3 separate regions of the Mus musculus genome follow, and all the other regions are linked to region 1. A link is a contact called in public Hi-C data. All regions are on one chromosome and are shown on one strand. Each heading gives the region's core, a stretch centred on a gene start, on an enhancer-like site or on the middle of the called end of the contact. The rest is flanking DNA. Distances are from core to core; before and after follow the strand shown.

What was found. A called contact is a pair of places that touch in the nucleus more often than the background predicts.
Region 2: a Hi-C map of centrocytes shows a contact between it and region 1, with 2.3 times the contacts expected there. The contact joins the promoter of Rfxap here to the enhancer-like site in region 1. A contact is called at or near these places in 1 of 39 promoter capture datasets (pre-B cells), 3 of 484 Hi-C or Micro-C datasets (CD4 T cells, centrocytes and double positive thymocytes) and 1 of 115 datasets of contacts at active chromatin or transcription factors (memory CD8 T cells).
Region 3: a Hi-C map of CD4 T cells shows a contact between it and region 1, with 4 times the contacts expected there. The contact joins two enhancer-like sites. A contact is called at or near these places in 1 of 15 datasets of contacts at CTCF or cohesin (the NIH/3T3 cell line), 2 of 484 Hi-C or Micro-C datasets (CD4 T cells and uterus) and 2 of 9 other capture datasets (adipose tissue and pancreatic islet).

Annotation. Positions count from the first base shown.
Region 1 is chr3:54,588,282-54,592,390 of GRCm38.p6, forward strand. Gm40050 (a long non-coding RNA gene) reads right to left here. Exons shown (of 3, transcript XR_867293.1): 3 at 2,270-2,450. Among named protein-coding and RNA genes, the nearest start is that of Gm40050, 11 kb to the right of the region's middle. Within about 2 kb of position 1,895, at least 85 of the 459 cell types and tissues checked have an H3K27ac peak or open chromatin away from gene starts, as enhancers often do. A contact at or near this core is called in centrocytes, double positive thymocytes, memory CD8 T cells and 1 more, where this site is marked.
Region 2 is chr3:54,805,788-54,809,896 of GRCm38.p6, forward strand. It overlaps Rfxap (regulatory factor X-associated protein), which reads right to left and starts at 2,004. Exons shown (of 3, transcript NM_133231.2): 1 at 1,412-2,004. The coding sequence starts at 1,888.
Region 3 is chr3:54,398,423-54,402,531 of GRCm38.p6, forward strand. No RefSeq gene overlaps it. Among named protein-coding and RNA genes, the nearest start is that of Postn, 39 kb to the left of the region's middle. Within about 2 kb of position 1,694, at least 20 of the 459 cell types and tissues checked have an H3K27ac peak or open chromatin away from gene starts, as enhancers often do.

The DNA.
Region 1 (4,109 bases), core at 645-3,144:
TTTTTCATCTTTTTTGAAATGACAGCCCTGTGACAGACTTGTAACTAATAAGTCCACCATGCAAATGAGTTTAAATGCTTCCCCGATGTGACACAGCTGGCAGTCAGCTGCTCTCAGGGCTGCTACGTTCAAATCCCAGGCTGCTTCTCTGTGTGTTTTCTACCTCAGACCACTGAAGCATGAAGTCTTTGGCGGTGTGTCAGGTGGTATGAACAGCCATGACATGATGACAATGCCGGTTTCCTTCCTAGAGCATCAGGTATGTTCAGATGCCTGAGGGAACCGGTGTGAGATAGGAACAGCAATGATAAATGGTGCTGTGTGGTATTTGCAAGCCTGTGGTTTAAGTGCCCCCAGAACTTTGCTCTCCTGGGTGGAACTGGTACCCTTATTGATTGAAGAGATTGCTTCTCCATTCCACCATGTAAGGGTGCATCGACAAAGCACTATTATAAAGCAGAGTGAGCCCCCACCACAGTCTAGTTTGGTGATGACTTGCTCTTGGACTCTGGAGCCTTCAGAACCGTAACAAGCTAGGCACAGCAGCCCCCACCTATGGCTGCAGCTGAGGGAGTCTGAGGCAGGAGGGCTGTGAGTTGAAGGCCTTTCTGGGATACATGGGGAGTGTGACTTTGTTTCGATACACAACAAAACCAAATCCAAAAAGATCAGTGAGAAGTAAACCTTTCTTTTCTTCAACTTAAATCTTATTTTCCTCTGTGTGTGTGTGTGTGTGTGTGTGTGTGTGATTGTGTGAGTGTGTGTGTGTGCGTGTGTGTGTGTCTGAGTGCATGTGTGTGAGTGTGTGAGTGTGTGTGAGTGTGTGAGTGTGTGTGTGTGTGTGTGAATGCCATGTGAAGGCAGGTACCTATGGAAGCCAGAATATGGAGTTGAATCCCCTAACCTGGAGCACAGGAGGTTGTGGGCACCAGGTCTTCTGCAAAAGCAGGCAGTCCTCTTAACCACTGAGCCATCTCTCCAGCCCCTACTTCTATTATTTTTCCTGCACTGGGGATGGAATACCTGGCCTCAATCGTGCTAGATAAGTGTTCTACCCATCCCCTACTTATTTCCTACTTTCTGATTATTTGTTTACTTATTTATTATTTTTACTCTTTGATTAAGGCTTCACCAGGTTAACCAGGACGGCTCTGAACTCCCTCTGCATCTCAGACAGACCTTGAGACTTGTGACCCAGGAGAACAAATGTTTTTCACAAAAGGTCTATATAGCTGTCTTCTGAGAATCTCTGACAGTGCCTGACAAATACAGAGGTGGATCCTCGGAGCCTACTATTGGACTGAGCACAGGGTCCACAATGAAGGAGCTAGAGAAAGGACCCAAGGAGCTGAAGGGGTTTGTAACCCCATAGGAGGAACAACAATATCAACCAACCAGTATCCCCAGAGTTTCCAGGGACTAAACCACCAACCAAAGAGTAGACATGGTGGGACTCATGGCTCCAGCTGCATATGTAGCAGAGGATGGCCTAGATGGACATCAATGGGAGGAGAGGCCCTTGGTCCTGTGACGGCTCTATGCCCAGTATAGGGGACTGCCAGGGCCAGGAAGTGGGAGTGGGTGAGTTGGTGAGCAGGGGGAGGGAATAGGGGTTTTTCAGAGCAGAAACCAGGAAATGGGATAACGTTTGAAATATAAATAAAGAAAATAGCTAATAAAAAAAAAAAAGTTTTAAAAAGAAAAACTAAAAAAACTAAAGTTTGAAATTTAGAAAACAGACTTCAGTTTTCTGCCTGGGCATGCGAGACACTTTCTATTCTCTAACAGTAAGTTGAAAGTTGAACAAACTGGAAAACCCAGGTGGCTTCATAGTCCCCAGCCACTGCCCCACCACCGGAACCCAGAGCAGGCTGGCAGGGAAGGCGGAAGTGTAACCAACGCAAGGCTCACTGCAGGCTCGGCGGGAAGAGTCTGAACTCAGGAAATGCCAGCCACAGTGGGGCCTGACACGGCTGTCAACTTTACTTCTCAGAGTTTCAGCTAATCCTTACAGTGGACATTTGAGAAAACTCACCCATGCTTCCAACTCCGGGAAAGGAATCATTGTTAGATGCTCTGTTCTCAGTCGGGTCCGCTCTGGAGAAACTGACTTGTAAAGGTTTTTGTTTTGTTTTGTTTTGTTTTGTTTTTAGAATTAATTTTTTTATTAGGTATTTTCCTCATTTACATTTCCAATGCTATCCAAAAAGTCCCCAATACACTCCCCCCACCCAACTCCCCTACCCACCCACTCCCACTTTTTGGCCCTGGCCTTCCCCTGTCCTGGGGCATATAAAGTTTGCAAGTCCAATGGGCCTCTCTTTCCAGTGATGGCCGACTTATCCTAGCCGAGGGGCCGGCAGGGAGAGCGATGCTGCAGGAACCTCGGTTTCTCCCAGCCTGAGAGCTCCGGCTTCCCGACCACTCCTTGCCACTGCATTTCTCCACACCTACGGACAATGCAGGATATCCCGCTTTCAAGAAAAAAATATAGGACACACTAAAAGGCTTACACACACACACAAAGACATTAGTTAAAAATGAGTTCAGCTGCACCATCAATCAACTGGATCAGTCGATAACTAGAGTCGAATTCATCGAACAGCATACTGCACATAGCTCAGGAGTTCAAATTGAACACTTGACAAAGTGTTCTGAGCCACAAGAAGATCTTCGAGAATAAAAGACTTTGGAACACACTCACTGTCTCTCTCAGACTAAGGTGAAGCTGGACTAACCATCAATGACAGAAAGGGACCTGAGTACCCCTCATGTGTGCAGATTAAATTCTGTAACACATAACAGCAAGGAGAAAAGAAATTTAAAATAAGCATTTTGCACTAAATAAAAACACAACTCATCCAAATGTGTGGGAATCAGTAACAGCGAAGTTTAAAGGGAAATGAACATCACTAAATAAATATTTAGAAAAGAAATATCTAGAGGCTGGAGAGATAGTCCACTAGGTAAGAGCACTGGCTGTTCTTCCAGAGGTCACACGGTTCAGTTTCCAGTACCCACATGGTGTCTCACAACCATCTGTAAGTCCAGTTCTGAGGAGTATGTCGCCCTCTTCTGGTCTCTGTGGGAACTGCACACATATGGCAAATATATAATAAAAGTAAGAAAATCTCTTTAAAAATATATACCTGGCTTAAAGATACAGAAGCTAGTTACTAGCTACAACATTTACATGATATTCAAATAGTCTACATAGAAATAAGCAAATAAATTATTGGAATCTAGTTTAAAATTTACAGTCATATTATGCTGAAGTAAAAATTTACTAATAAGTAAAATTCATATGAAAAATTTGTGTAGTATTTATATAAGATTACAGATTTTAAGTCTATATTTAGTAATCCACGTCCAGGCATAATAAAATCTAAGCAAGGTGTTGATTTTATTATCCATATTCACTATTAACATTATTGTAACTGATATAGTATATAAAAATTACCAGCACTTACAACAACCACAATTGACCAAGACACTGGTGGCACAAGCCTTTATTCCCAGCACTTGGAAGGCGGAGGCAGGCAGCTTTCTGAGTTCCAGGCCAGCCTGGTCTACAGACTGAGTTCTAGGACAGCCAGGGCTACAAAGAGAAACCCTGTCTGGAAAACAACAACCACCACCACCACAATTGTCCAAAGTATAGGCTTTCCTTCTCTACAAAACAATGAAGTAGGCTAGACACACACACACACCAATTAACCAAGAACACTAACTTTTCCTATGTTAAGAGTCTTAAGGAAATCCCAGAGTTAGGGGCCACTGGAACCCCCAACTGCAGTCTTGCAGGTTTAAACCACTGTGTTTCCAGTTTCCTGTTGTAAGAGCCACCCCACCCCTGCTGCAGTCCTGTATCTAGGCCCGTCACTGCCAGCAGCAGCAGCAGAGGGGCCCGTGTGCTATCTTACATAGGTATCTGCAAAGCAACTTGATTCTTGCAGAGTGAGCAGTTTGCAAGTACTGAGGGATCTAAGTAGAAGAAACTGAGTGACAGGAAGCAATGCCCTCTGTTTTCTTACCTGACAACTGTAGACTTGATGTGTCCCCTGAGGCCATTTCTCAAAGCTCTCAATTTGAAACTTTCCATGCAGACA
Region 2 (4,109 bases), core at 754-3,253, 220 kb after region 1:
GTGACACCGAAATCTCACACGGAGCAATCTTTAGTCCAAACAGTCTGCCTGCTTTTGGACAAAATAAATTAACTCAGAGGCAATCTACTGCTAATGAGATACTGGATTCATACCTGATTCACACCCACAAGAAGAGAGAGGCAGTAAAATACTGGTTACAGAAGCAAACAGCTTTCAGAGTAAACTGGGTGGAAGGGGCTAGAAATCACAGCTAAGAGGCCACCACTACAGAGCCAACAGGCAAATTCTGCAACAGCAACCTGTCCCCGAGACACTGAATCCCATTTCAAATTAGTAATGCTTAATCCCATATATGAATGAATCTAAACACTGAACTTCTCCTCACATAAAAGAATGCTGCTGAAGTTAAGTGAAACACTCTGCCTCTGGGAAAGCTTTGGCCTTTTATCTACTGGCTTCCGAGTTGTCTATTAAAACATCCGCGTCGCACCTTTATCGTGAGATGCTTAGCAAACTTTTGTTATAAGAAGGTTTCCATACATACATGTTTTAGGTCTCAAAATATTAAAAACTCTAAAAGAGGATTCTAGTATCACAAAAGCGAAGATTTTTTTCTTCTTCTAACTCTCCCCAGTTACCCTATTTATAGGACCGCTTCCTTTACATACACAGTACATGGAATGCTATAGCTGACTTGACTGTAGAGAACCTTATGTCTTCACAACTCCAGGCCTTGCACTGTGTAGGTAGGATAATGCTAATACCACAAAAATCAGACGTTTATAGTAGCAATAATTTTGAGTCATCTAGGCCAAACTTCCACAAATGTTAGAAGTTCCCCTTCAAAAGGAACTTCTGTGGTAAGGAGTCTTTCTACTTTTTACGGGTTTTGTTTTGTTTTTTAAACAGCTCTAATACTTAGGTGGACTTTGCTGGGTCTGAGCTGAAATGCACACCACTTATAATTTTCACCTAACCAAAATAAATCCGAAGAAACACTAATTGGGCATTATCTTAAGGGCAAAAGACGAGGGAGCCGAGACTTAAGGGAGATGAATAATGGACCTAAATACAGACAGCTAGCAGCAGAAGCCCAATTGCAGGGCACTGGCGTCTCTCTTCCAAGCTTGACTTGAATCAAGCAACCGAGCAACGCCCATGTGTGCTGTAAGTTACTACCCCACTGTCAATCCAACTTTTCTCAGGGGCCAGGGAGTCTAAGAAAAAAAAACAAAGTCACCAAAGTTACAGAAAACCAACAGGGTGTGTCAATGTGCCGGATGCCTCGGGGTAGACACTGGGAAGGGTTTACTAAGGAGAGGTGTAGATCACCTCCAAAGTGCCCATGTCAGCTGGAGCAGAGGATGAGCCCTTGGGGAGACCCTGAGTGTGTACCAAGTAGGTTGGCACCCATCTGCCCTGGCCCCGGGGCCCCGAGGAGCAAGCATACCTCCAGTTTGACGTTGCCTGTGCTGGCCGCGGACGGGCCGCCAGAGCCCAGTGCCTGGTCGCTCTTCTTCTTCTTGTACTTGTCCTTGTACATCTTGTTGCGGTGCTTCTTGCACATCCAGGGCTTGCGCTGCTTGGCCACCTGGCTGGTGGTCTCGCGGCAGCCCTCGTACGTGCAGGTCTTGGAGCCTCGCCTGCGCGCTGCGCCGCCACCCTCCGCGTCCTCGTCCTCCAGCTCCTCCGGGCTGGCCGCACTCTCGCCGCCGCCCGCCGGGTCCGATGTGTCCAGCAGGTCGGCGTCGTCGTCCCCCGCCTCGTCCTCGGCGTCTGCCGCCGCCTCACTCCCCGCCAGGCCCGGCCTCAGAGCGCCGTCCGCCTCGGCCTCGTCCTGCCGCATCACCAGCACCGTCACCGGAGGGGCCGTCCGGGGACTGGCGGTGCTCGGCCCCGAGCCCTCGGGCACAGCCTGCGCCTCCGTGCTGCCGCCCGAGCCCGGGTCCGCCACCGCGGCCCGTCAGCTCTTGAGAAACACAACCGTACTCGACAAGCGGCAGCCCGCCGCACGTCCCGGAGCCGAACCGCCAGCACTGCACTGCGCGTGCGCCGTAGCGGTCCGCGAGCCTCTGCTTGGGAACGGCGAGAGGGGCGGGGTTGAGCAGGTGCGAGACAGAACCGACTGCGCCTGCGCGGCGGCCATCCGCAAGCGATTCCTAGGTGCAGGCTGACCAAGAACCCGGCTGACAGCCGGTCGTGGTGGCGCATGCCTTTAATCCCAGCACTCGGGAGGCAGAGGCAGGCAAATTTCTGAGTTCGAGGCCAGCCTGGTCTACAAAGTGAGTTCCAGGACAGCCAGGGCTACACAGAGAAACCCTGTCTCCTTCCAGGCGGGGCGGAGCGGCTGACAGAAGTCCCGATTGCGCATGCGCAGCTGTCCTCCGCTCGCCTGGCGCTCACCAGTTGGAAAGACTGGAGAATGGAGACTGGAGGACGGCCAGGAGACACTTTCTGCCTGGACCCATCCTCCCTGACGGGTTCAAAACGCGTCTCTCCTGGAACGTCTCTGGATAGATTAGGTTCCCGAGAGGCCTGAAGAGGAGTTTGAAACAACTCGAGGAGGAAACGGTTTATTTGGCTAATGCATCCCAGTCAAGTCCCATGGGGACATGGAGGAAAGCTTGCTCACAAGCTCTGGTTCGCCTTAGGGTTTCTACCCAGTGCGGACGCTCCTGCCTTTTCTGACATTCCCAGTAATGAGATTGTTGACTCATGTGACAGTTCTGTTTTTATTTTCCCCACAAGCTGCTCTCTGTCTTCCATAGTGGGTGCTCGGGTTGGCGTTCACACTAGCAGTGTAGGAGAGGTCCCTTTTCCCGTATTCCCCCAACCCCCGCCAGTGCTCGATAGATATCTTATCTCTGATAATAACCGTTTCATCTGGGATGAGATAGATAACACTGTTCTTCAGGATTAGGGATGTATATTACATACACCTGTTGGTCTTTGCATGCTTTCCTTTGTGAACCAACTACATCGCCCATTTCAATAGGATTATTAGGTTATTATTATTGTTATTACTTATTTTTATTACGTTTGTTTGAATTCTTTTCTTTCTTTTTTGTTTGTTTTTGTTTTTTTGAGACAGACAGGGTTTCTCTGTATAGCCCTGGCTGTGCTGGAACTCACTCTGTAGACCAGGCTGGCCTCGAACTCAGAAATCCACTCAGAAATCCACCTGCCTCTGCCTTCCCAGTGCTGGGATTAAAGGCGTGCGCCACCACGCCCAGCCTTTGTTTGAATTCTTTATTTGTTTGTTTATTTATTTATTATATGCAAGTACACTGTAGCTGTCCTCAGACACTCCAGAAGAGGGAGTCAGATCTCCTTACGGATGGTTGTGAGCCACTATGTGGTACCTTTGGAAGAGCCGTCGGGTGCTCTTACCCACTGAGCCATCTCACCAGCAGACATTCTGATGTTAACTACTCATCAAATGTAGCTTGCAAACATTCTCTCCCATCTTCGACACGGTGGGAAGCATGGCAGTGTCCATGGTGCTGGAGAAGCGGAGAGTTCTACATCTTGTTCTAGGGCACACAGAAGACTCCCAGGCAGCTAGAAGAGTCTCAAAACCCAACCCCAAAGTGATGCACTTCCTCCAACAAGGCCACACCTTCTCCCACATAGCCACACCTCCCAGTAGTGCCATTCCCTGGGCCAAGCACAGTGAAACAACCACATGCACTAATCTTAGAGCTCACTGATTGGTTAGTTTGACAAACTCTGTAAATCCAGCAGTAGAACCTGCCCCATTCCTAGGGTTGCAGACATGTATGACCATGGTGGGCTTCCGAATGGGTGCTGGGATGAAATTGTGGTCCTCATTCTTGGAAGGCAGCATGTTACCCATTAAGCTTTCTCTCCAGTTCTCTCTCTCTCTCTCTCTCTCTCTCTCTCTCTCTCTCTCTCTCTCTCCCTCCCTCCCTCCCTCCCTCCCTCCCTCCCTCCCTCCCTCTCTCCCTCCCTCCATGTTTCTCTCTGTCTCTTTCTTAGTGAGGTCTTGGGAATAAAATGTATGTTATAATGCTTGCAAGGTAAACTCTTGAGCAAGGAAGCCACCTCTCCATCTTACTGTCACAGATTTTTACACAACTCTGTTTTATCTATCACGCACCTAGTTTATAAGATTACCTTTATCCTAG
Region 3 (4,109 bases), core at 444-2,943, 190 kb before region 1:
AGTTATCCAGTGGGTTGTGGCGAAGGGGAAGAATCTGAACAGGAGAGACACTCTACCCGATTATATACTTCCTCGTGTGCTAATTTGAAAATGAGAGCACACTACAAAGATTTCCACCTTTATGTGACTTTGTCTCAGAAGCACAGGAGACTTTGCTCCGGCAGTGCCCTATGGAGCATCATGGACGTATATCAAATGCAAATGTGTCATGTGAGCCAGCGTAGACTGGCTAATGAGAAGCAGTCTTGGGGTATCTGGAAGCAGGATGCAGCTCTGTAAAATCCAAACTCATCTCTGTTGTGTGCAAATAATATCAACTGCTGAAGATGTGAAAATTAATCAACTCCTGTAGATAAGAAAAGCAAAACCAAGAGCTTCCCTCCGTTATACTCTTCAGGAATGTCATCATGCCGAGTACAGCTGTTTACACAAATAACATTTTTTAAGTGCATGTCTTGATTGGTGAATTTTTTTGACACCCTCTGCATCTATTTTCATGGGTCTTTATGGTCCATATGACACATGTAGACATACAAAGAAATAATCAACAATATGAAAGAAAAAATATTTTTTAATTTGTCTTATTCAGGTAGATGAATGCTGGTTTACCTACATATTCACTATGAATGTGATTTTACCTAATGTTGCCTCCTTCTAGGAGAAACATGGCTGACAAGTCTGGCATGGCGATGAACATATGGATACCATTACCATCAAAGGCTTTTTACACTCCGTGACTTGGACAAGCAGGCCTTCTTGAAGGGACATGTTTTGGAGAGAGAAGATCAGGTCAGAAGGTAAGGAAGTAGATAAGTTTGAGATCAGGAGGTCCTGCAAAAGCTGACTTATGCCCAGCAAGCTTTTTAAGAAGTACAGCATCATATGTACTGCTTCCAGGGGAGACATAGAACAGAGTTCACAGTAAGCCAGTTAAGCAATCTTGCACTAAGGGACATAGGGCTTCTCAAGAGCATTACTGACCGAGCACACAGCAGCCTTGGGACTGATAACCTCAGCCTTTTCACAAGAAAAGGCTAAGTTCCCAGGAACTTAATTCCTCTGAAGTCCTGGCCCCAGCCCCAGACTGACCTTGCTAAGTCAGCTCCTAAGCAAGGTCACAGAACTAAGTGGCTCCTTTGTTCTCTCTGTGGGGCCTCTGAAGAAGACTTAGATCTGTCTTCCCAACACCTACAGCCTGCTTGGTCGACTTCCTTAGTTCTCCCTGAAGCTGTCCTTTGCTCTCATTAATTACAGTGCTTTGGATATTTGTGATTTTTAAACTAACCTCACTTTAAGTCTCCAGAGATCCGTTCGACACCAATCCTAAATCACTCCCAATCTCCTGGATGTGCCCGAAGGTGACAGTTACCACGTTTCTATCCTACTCTTGATCTTCCTAAAGTTACCATGTTTCTTTCCTACTGGGATCTTCCCAATGCCATCTTTCAGTTCGCATTTACAGTTTCCATCTCCGAAGTGTAAGAGGCAGCCCTTACAACACACTGTAGCCAGACAAAATATATTTCAGCTACATTGTATTTAACAAAAGCTGGTTAAAATAAGTTCATTTGTTTCTCAAAAAAGCTTGTTAAACACTTTGAACTATTTCCCCACCCCCACCCCCTGAATCAAAATAGCCACTTCCCGTTGTTCAGCAGTAAAGTTTCCTGCCATCTTCAGTAGTCACTTCTGAAAAATAAGGCTGTAAACACAGTGTGAGAAAAAGATGGCTTGAGAAACCTCCCATGCTGCTGTTCATCTGTACACATCTGTCCGTGATTATTAGTCACAGGAGACTGCCTGAGAGTTAACAAGTTTTGCTTAAGTTCTCCTTCAGAGTTTCTCCTTGTTGGCCAAACATCATTAGGTCCTGGCTACAACTAGCCAAGCCGTGGTCTGAATGGCAAATGTCTTCTATAGACTCAAGTTTTAAAATCCTTTCCCCAGGTTTGCTGCTATTTTAAAGGCTGTGAAACCTTTAGGAGGGGACCCAGTTGGTGGTAGATTATGTAAGTTAGGACCTTTTGAGGCTATGTCTGCCTAAGTCTACCAGGATATAATGGCCATAGCCACATGTGCCAGCATTATGGATGGAGCTACTTTGTCCCACCTTCCCACCAGAACCAATGACAGCCCTCTGAAAGAACTAGCCAGCCTGAATCCTTGCTCCATGAACACAGTTGCATTTGCCCGCTATTTGGTAAAAACAAAACAAAACAAACAAAAAAGATGATAAAGGTGAATAATACAGACTGCTTCCTGCCATAATGACATCCCTCAGGTTAAATGTGGTTCTGAGAATTCCACGTGACCTTCTCTCCCACAAGAATGTTGAGTGGAAATCACTGCAGGTTTCTCCTCCACTTTGTCATTCCAGTGGAGTATTTGGCTCTCTGTGGTATGCTCCTAATGAACAAGTGTGCTTGGCAAAGGGATTGATTGCCCTGTTGTGTAGTTGACTTCACTAAACCAGCTCCACTTACAGGCCACTGATAACTCATAAACCTGCTGAGTTTTATTATTCAAATATGGCAACTGTCATTCCTTCTTAATCAGAGGAATAAATGTTTGCCAGGTCCATGCAGAGTACAGACACAGAGCGTAGAATGCTACAGCGTAACTCGGGATGCCATTTCTCCCAACTCAATGAGTAACTTGGAACAGGGTAGGGAAAACACTCATTTAGAATGTTACATGCTCACATCATATGATTGACTGTAACTCATTATTTTTAGCCACATTTTCCTGTTTTTCTATTCATGTGTTTACTAGCCAGACTCCATTAGCCTGCAAATAATACGAAACTAAACCTTATTAAACCAAGGAAGAGAGTAATTTAAATTTTTTGTTTACATACTAGCATATATATCAAGTAACTTGTACATTTCAGGAATCAACCACAAACTAGAAATTTGGGGGTGTGGCTCAGGACTAAATGAAAAGCTCTTTTCTGCTGTATTGGTTGTATTGCTGTATTGGGGTTTCAATGGAAGGTTGCTATTTATGTTTTAGATGGTTACATAGTATAGATGATGGCTATTGATAATCTATAAACCAAATCAGAAGGAAACCAAAAACAGGATGCTAGGAAAGAAAATAACTGGTTGTTTGTGAGTCACGTGTATGTTCTTTGAACCAATCATTCTTGCAGAACAGTGTGGAGGTAAGATTATTCAGAGTCAGACCTTCTGAAGTAGCGATCATACTGTACAGTAGCTTCGAGCCTGTTGAGGACTCTTACGATGTAAGCAAGGCAATACAGAAGCTTAACCAGAACAGCCCATGTTTCATGGAGACAGGAAATAGGGACGTTTGGAGGAGCCAAAGCAGGCTTAACACTAGTGTGATACTATGTTAATATAGATGGTAATGTAAAGTCACTAGCTCTCCACTCGGTTAAAAGTTCAGACATTTTTCTCAAATCAGGAGATGAAATCAGCTGGAACGTCTGTAGTCCTGCAGCTCTACAGAGCTGCCTCTGACTCACACGATGGTCATCCCCTCCTCCTCCCGTTCCTTTCATTTGTAAGCAGATATTCATGATCCAGATAGGGGACATGATGCTGTTTATTCTAATAACTTAATTTCCTAGAACTCAAGTCTCATAAATATTGAACTATTTAAAGATATGTACAAAATATGAAAAAATAACCAAATTTTATAGATTGATTTTCATTTCTAGGTGTCTTTACCTATTCCTAGATGATGTAAAGCCACACTTACCTTCTTAATTTATTTTTTCAAATATAAAGTACTAATGGAATATGTATATGAATATCACACACATATGTGATATGTTTGTGTGTATATATATATACATATTTATACATATATACATATATACATATATACATATATATACATATATATACATATATATACATATACATATATACATCATCAACAAAGAAGTAAACACCATCAACAACAGGAAATTTTAATTCTCAACCAAATGTACCTTTCCAAACTGTTAAGCCTATATCGTCATAAGTTGGAACATACACAAGCATGTACCTACTTAGGACAGTACTGTTTCTTTGAATGTTTTTGTTCCAAATTAATATATAATCCCAAACTACAGTTAGATGGCATTAAGGACCCTGAGAAGG